2 separate regions of the Zea mays genome follow, and region 1 is linked to region 2. The links are chromatin contacts, called in public Hi-C maps. All regions are on one chromosome and are shown on one strand. The core of a region is the stretch at or near the end of the contact, and the rest is flanking DNA. Distances in the headings are between cores, read along the strand shown. Region 1 holds the start of LOC100273738 (MYB transcription factor). Region 2 holds the start of LOC542469 (30S ribosomal protein S17, chloroplastic-like).

Evidence for each region. A called contact is a pair of places that touch in the nucleus more often than the background predicts.
Region 1: a Hi-C map of ear shows a contact between it and region 2, with 2.2 times the contacts expected there. The contact joins the promoter of LOC100273738 here to the promoter of LOC542469 in region 2. A contact is called at or near these places in 2 of 25 Hi-C or Micro-C datasets (bundle sheath and ear).

The regions. Positions count from the first base shown.
Region 1 is chr8:174,520,547-174,524,314 of Zm-B73-REFERENCE-NAM-5.0, forward strand. LOC100273738 (MYB transcription factor) reads left to right here and starts at 1,251. Exons shown (of 2, transcript NM_001148147.2): 1 at 1,251-1,753; 2 at 1,961-3,333. The coding sequence starts at 1,294. The coding sequence ends at 2,706.
Region 2 is chr8:174,200,789-174,204,162 of Zm-B73-REFERENCE-NAM-5.0, forward strand. LOC542469 (30S ribosomal protein S17, chloroplastic-like) reads left to right here and starts at 1,473. Exons shown (of 1, transcript NM_001112024.4): 1 at 1,473-2,208. The coding sequence starts at 1,598. The coding sequence ends at 1,996. It overlaps LOC103636486 (a long non-coding RNA gene), which reads right to left and starts at 953. Exons shown (of 9, transcript XR_558042.3): 1 at 582-953.

The sequences.
Region 1 (3,768 bases), core at 1-2,500, 320 kb after region 2:
GCTGAGGATGGAGTTATGTCGGTTTTTTCTGGAAGGATCCCGTATGGTATGACCGTGTCGCCGTAAATGAAACAGGCTCGTGAACGTTTGATGCATATGGTATGACTGACGAAGAAAGGGACGACGTGGACTAACGTGGAGAGAGTTTTGCTCCCACGGTTAATATATAGATTTTCAGTTTTGTTTTTCGGTTAATTCAGTTTTCTGAGGTCTAGAACCTAAATTATTTTGATGATTTTGGTTTTCTCAAACATAGAACCGAAATTTCTAAGGATTAATTCGGTTTCGGTTTATTTTGCATAGGCCTAAGCCTTGTAGTAGAAAAGACACACTCTCTATGTAAATATACTTATTCCATCTTTGAATAAATTGACTAGCAATTTTAGAACACGTTAGTATTGTTAGACAAAATATTATACTACTTTTTTTATCAAGTGGAGTAGTTACACAATGGTCGGTGGTTGTCCTGATATCATACTAATTATAACATTTGTTACACATATTTGCTTTTGCTTTTGGCTGGATTCTTGGGCTATTCGTTAGAGAGAGTAGGAAAAAAAGGATGGTGATCCAAGAAAGCCGACTAATCATAAAGATAGCAAGTGAAGTAATGAGTAGGTCGTTTGTGTGGTGTCCGAGAGACCGTCGTATTTCTGGTTGAAGGGTACTTTGGGTGCATGTCTGTAGTTGGCTGCCGCTCAAGTGCTTGAATATCATTTTGGTCATCTAGGTTTATCTGGCGTGTTAGCTTGTAGCTGCTCACTGGCCCGTCGCCGTTGTATATAAGCTCTGCTTAAAAACTATGGTTTCGCCTGGACTGATGTTAGTGGAGGATGATCCTTGCTTATCTAGCATGATAGTATGTAGGAGTTAGTTCCACTAGGTGCTCTTTTGGTGATGGGTTATATCTCATCGTTTCGGATTGTAATGTCATTTATCCTATTTCCTAATGAAATAGGGGCTCTGCCCCTTCATAAAAAAAATATTTAAACATTTAAGTGCAGAAACTCAATATTGGATTAGAGACGAAATGAATATAGTAGATGCAAGGAGATTTTTTCGAATAATCTAATAGACCATTACAAATCTAGATATTGATTTGTTCGTACTTGAGATATGAATCAATTTACTCAGAGAAACAGGGCTTCAAGCAGCACTGATAAAAAAGATTGTCCAGGAAAGAGAAACGATTGACCAGTGGGACCTACATGTCACCTTCGCCGAAATGAAGCAGCACTCCTCCGGAACATCGCTCTACCATCTAGCGGCAGAGACCAAAGTGCCCATCGCACCATGTCGGCCGCCGAAACCGCTGTTTCTCCGACGACGACGCCGCAGCCGCAGCTGCAATCGGATCCGAACGCCGCCGCCGACGCGGCCAGTTCCAATTCTCTCTGGGTGGCCGACGAGACGCAAACCCTAACCGAGGTCCTGCTCCAACCCCAACCAAACCACCTGTCGCCTCCTCCTTCTGGTGAAGGGGACGACGGGATCACTGCCTCCGGTGCTCCTGTTGGTGGGGACGCCGCGGCATCTGCTTCTGCTGCGGCGGCGGCTAACGCGACGATAGAAGAGCGGGTGAGGGGGCCGTGGTCCCCAGAGGAGGACGCGGTGCTGAGCAACCTCGTGGAGAAGTTCGGGGCGCGGAACTGGACGCTGATCGCGCGTGGCATCCCGGGCCGCTCCGGCAAGTCCTGCCGCCTGCGCTGGTGCAATCAGCTCGACCCCCAAGTCAAGCGCAAGCCTTTCACTGGTACCGCCCTTTTCAATCTTTACTTACATTGCTATTTTGAGCCCATGATAAATGTATCAAAACCTAAGCTTGGCCTCACATATGCAGTATCTATGTGATATGTTGATCTCTGGTTACCTATATGGATTTGATGCATTCTGTCATTCATGCGGATCTTATATGCGTATATGTCTTGCTTTTTTTTGTTACCTTTGGCTTTGGCTGCAGAAGAGGAGGACCGCATTATAATGGCAGCTCATGCTGTCCATGGGAACAAGTGGGCATCTATCGCAAAGCTTTTGGATGGGAGAACAGACAATGCCATCAAGAATCACTGGAATTCCACCCTGAGGCGTCGCTACTGCAATGATGGCCAATGCAAGCATGGTGGTTCTGTGGAGCGAAGTATCCCAAAGGTGTCCAGGGAAGTTTCAGAAGAACCTTGGCCTTTAAACGATCTTAATTCCTTCACCGCTATGGATGTAAAGGATGATCCTGTGCAAACAGCTCCAGATACTTCTCCTCGGGCAAGGCACATCACAGATCATTGTTCTATTACTCAAGTCGTTGATCCACCATACCTGTCCCGACCAGCGGCAAAGATTGGTGCTTTCAGACCATATTATCTAGGACACACGGAACCTACCCAACAAGAAATGCCAGGTGCTGTCGTCATGTTTGACTCAACTCATAAAGTCTCGACTCCTGAAAGCGAGGTATTCAAGTTTGTTGATCCTATATGCTTTGCTGCTGAGGTGCCAGACAAATGTGGGTATGGTTGCTGCGGTGCTCATGAGCAGCATCGTAAGAACTCATTGCTGGGTCCTGAGTTCAGTGAGTTTGAAGGTCATCCACCTGTTTTAAATATTAGCTTTGCTTCATTGGTATCAGAAATTAGCAGCATTGCCTGGATGAGAAGTGGTATGCAAAGCAGTGATTCCAGCAACTTGATGCAATCAATTCCACCAACCTGACAAAGTAGGAATCTTTTGTCAGTGGCGGATCCAGAAACAGATCAAATGAGGGGCTAAATTATGGATTGGGGAGGCTGGAGATGGCTGCAATGCGAATGAATGGAACCACCATGTAAATAATGTGCGAATTACAAACGCGTGTGGGTTGCTGTGTGCCGTGCACATGGGTGATGAACTGATGGACCTGCATTGTGCTGTTATGCGCCTGCATCTTGTAATCGTGGGCCTTCTTCGTATTACTATGCTGAAATCACTACATGGTACTAAGTGTTACTTAGGCTGCTGGACCGGGGCTGCAGCCCCGCCAGCCCTGGTCCTGGATCCACCCCTGCTTATGAACTTGCATGCTGGAGTATTCTGTAGTTGTTTGCTATATTCAGACATAGTGATGTCAGGTCATTAATTACAATCCTGGGGCTCACTGTCAATAGGTGACGATGCATTTTCTTTTGCAAGCATTAATTTATATTTATTTCGGTGTTTCCACCTTAATATAATTCTATGTTAGCCTAAAGTAGATATTGTACTGTACCGTGTGTAGCTGTGCTGCTTAAGGTATTGGCCGTGTTTATTTCATTGTAGAAAAACACATGCTATCTATTTGATGTTTGTAGTTGTCTTCAGTTCATCACAGGCATTGACGTAAAAGAAGCCTCTAAAATATAGACTTGTTGTCTAAGGAACCATATCTTTGAAAACAAAATTAGGAGATCCATGCTTAGCACGTTTGGTGGAAGCAGTCGGGGAACAGTCCACCTGTGGGTTTTGATCGCTGGTGCCCGAAATCAGGTAGTGTAAAAGATCCACGGTCCCTTTCTAAAAACAGAGATTATTTGCTAATTTATGGCTGTTATACTTTGCTGACGATCGAGCTGTGCTGCTGCAGATAAAGTAGTAACTGAATAATGTTTTGATAATGCTCTTCCTGTGATGTCTGCTTCTGCAATCAGTTTGTTCCTCAAGTCATTTCCATGCTGTTTTATTGCTTGTTTGTTACTTTCTTCACCGGGTCATGATTATCTAGATAGCTTATGCATGGTAATTCAAGTTTTCATACAACAT
Region 2 (3,374 bases), core at 223-2,722:
AAACCCTACTGCTTGTTCTCTCTGTAAAACCTTTTTAAATCAGCCTTGGTAGCTGATTAATGGTTTTCCCTATAATTCTGAAATTATAGCAACAGATGAAAGTTCACAACTTTATTTTTAATCAGCAAGGCTGCTATCTTACTTAACTAAATAAACAAGTGTACTTGCTAAAACAACCAATGCCGAAAATTTAGATAGTGTAATTGTTCTTGCAGTCTGGATGCCCCCTCATACATATCTAAATTTTATAAACTCCAAGTTGTTCTGCTCATAGCATGGGGCATGGCCAAGAACAGAAACATGCAAGCTCAGCCAAAAAAATCCTGTTAAACTTCGCAAATTACCAAGCTGTTCTACTGCTCGTTCAAAAGTGTCGCTAGATGACTTTTGCAATCAAAGTGACCCCAATCAAAAAGAACTATCTACTGCTCGTTCACAGAGTCAAGAGCGACATGCTGTTCACAGGCTCAAACTCCAAAAGAATAATTTCAGTAGAACCAGGCACAATTAAATTTCTAGGTTATGCAGTTGCTCTTGACTTGGACAATAATTTCAGATTTATTAGAAGGGATTGGACGTACCTTCTTTGTAGCGGGGGCTCCTTCTTCGTAGCCGGCAGCGGCACACCTCCGATGTGCACGGACACAGAGTGCGCGCGGAGAGAGGAAGGGGCAGATGTGGTGTGCAGAGTGAGGGGGAGCGGAGGCAGGTAGGCAAAAATAGAAGCGGTGGCCTGAGATCTTTGAGGGAGGGGAACGTATCTAGTGCTCATGTGCACATTTTAAATCTGGTGCATCCATCTTGCATTCAACGGCACCAGCTAATTTTACGAAGAACCCCTTCCACCAGGGGAGGAAGGTGGAAGGGGTGCTTCACAAAATTGGTGCTGCTGTTAGATGTAAGATGGATGCACCAGATTTAAAATGTGCACATGAGCACCGTACCCCTTTGAGCACCAGATACGTTCCCTTGAGGGAGAGGATTCCCCCGCAATCAACGCCATCCGGATGGAAGATTTGCCAACGCCATTAGAGGGAGTCGCTGCGGGGCTAGCCGTCGATGGAAGGGGCGCCATAGAAGGAAGCCGCGACTGCTTGATTTTTGGATGGAAGGAATCCTCTGCTGCTCGATTCGAGGATGGAAGGGAGCCTCCGCGGGCGGGATTCGTCGCTGCGGGAGCTGCGGGCGGGATTCGTCGGTGCGGGCGGGATCTGCGAGCGGGATTCGTCGCGCTGCTGCGGAGGCGGGGCTGCAGCTGCGGGCGGGATTCGTCGCTGCGGGAGTGCGGGCGGGATTCGTCGCGCTGCTGCGGAGGATGAGCACGGTTTACGGAGGGAGGCAGGGGGAGCGCGCGCGACAGCAGAATCACGGCAGAACCGTGCACCATAGCGAAAAGTGGATGTCTACGTTACTAACATAAATATAGGAGTAGAAAAAAACAGATGGTCCAAACGCGAGCGAGAGAGACCAACAGAACAAAGGAAACGCCGGCACCAGAGCGCTACAATATAACCCCAACACAACACAAACAAACTAACCTTATCGGTCTATCTATCCTTCTATCCCCATTCCCATCCCGAGACAGGAGAAGGCAAGGATGCTGCTCCTGAGCTCCCCCTTCGTGTCCGTGTCGCCGCCGCCGCCGCCGCTCAGCTCCCATGGCGCTCGCCCGGCGCTGCGGATCGAGGCGGCCAGGCAGCTGACGGGGCGGGTGGTGACGACCAAGGCGGACAAGACGGTCGGGGTGGAGGTGGTGCGCCTGGCTCCACACCCCAAGTACAAGCGCCGGGAGCGCATCAAGAAGAAGTACCAGGCGCACGACCCCGACAACCAGTTCAAGGTCGGCGACGTCGTCGAGCTCCAACCCTCCCGTCCCATCTCCAAGACCAAGCACTTCCTCGCCATCCCGCTCCCGCCCCGCGACACTCGCCGCAAGTCTCAGCTCCTACCGCCGCTCCAGTCCGACGACGACCAGGAGCCGTCCTCGCGAGAGTGATTGATTGTGATTGATTGCTGCCTGTCTATGGCTTCGTCGTAAGCTCCTCTCCATCAGAGGTGCTGCTTCCCAATTCCAAATGCGAATCCATGTGTGTTTTTGTCAGACTATTTCCTTTTTCTTTTCGATCAAAGGCTTTAGCCCAATTTCATCCGAAATAGCTGTTGCCCTTGTTGGAACTGATCCATGGATATAGCTGCATATTCCCATTCTGATGTCGTGTGTTCTATTGAAATGCTTATTTTGCCTAATATACTTAATTTATATTTTTTGAGAAATCGGTTAATCGCTAAAGATGCATGTGTTAGGGTTTAGGGTAAACCCAAATAAATAAATGACCTGTATCTTATTAAGGGCATGTTCATTTCACCCCCAATCCATAAATGTGTTCGTTGGTGAGATGTGGGCCATCCAGCCAGTCCAATATCTAGCCACGAGCCATTTGTTTCGTTGTGTAGAAGAACTCATGTGGGTACAAATCCAAGCAAGCACTCAACATTAAGGGTCTCTTCGTTTTAATCAGTAACATTGATGTGTTTTTCATCGTTGTATTTGAACCGAAGTTCTTTATAGCCATGATTTACCATGAACCTTTACCCACAAATGGCATGTTATGTCAAAAGAGCCCATTCTTTGGGCATAAGAAGATAAGTTTTCACTTATGTCAAACTGGCCATAAGTGACTTCATGTTAGTAAGTAATTAAGCATTAAGTAATGTTTCAGTACTTCTTATGACTGAGTTGAGAAATAAGTTTCTCTGTTGTATGCTTCTGCCATTAAGTTAAGATGGTGATCATCTAAGCATTGACTCTGATAATGTCACTTTTGCTTGAGACTTGATAACTTTTTCATTAAGATAATGGATCATGGCTATATATTGACCAACATTGTTTATAGCCATGTGTCTATGATTGACTATTGCAGGCGTCAAGTCATATTGTCTTAAGCATTTATGATTATGTTTAAGTGATTTTTAAAGTTGAAGTGTTATTGTTGGAATTGAATAAGTGCCTTAATTGAATGTCAGCCTTCTATAAGCATAAGATATAGCACATCGATATATTTCGATCAACGTTTATGTCAAGGTGTTGTTCATAAAAGGTTTTTTTGTATATTTGTTAAGTTCTTCATTTTCTACCCAACAGTGATGGAAGAAGCACTAAGTTTTTACATGGTGCTAATACCATGAAACTCAAATAATTGTGATTCATGAGATATTGAAGTTGCAATATCCCTATTCCCCACTGCTATGTGACAGTAAGTTCTTTGCTTGTACCATGTAAGCAAAGTAAGATTATGCGTAGAATATACATTATGTCGGGCCAAGTAAGATTATGCGTAGAATATGTTGGTAAGAATGTGGGGGAGAAATCCTTA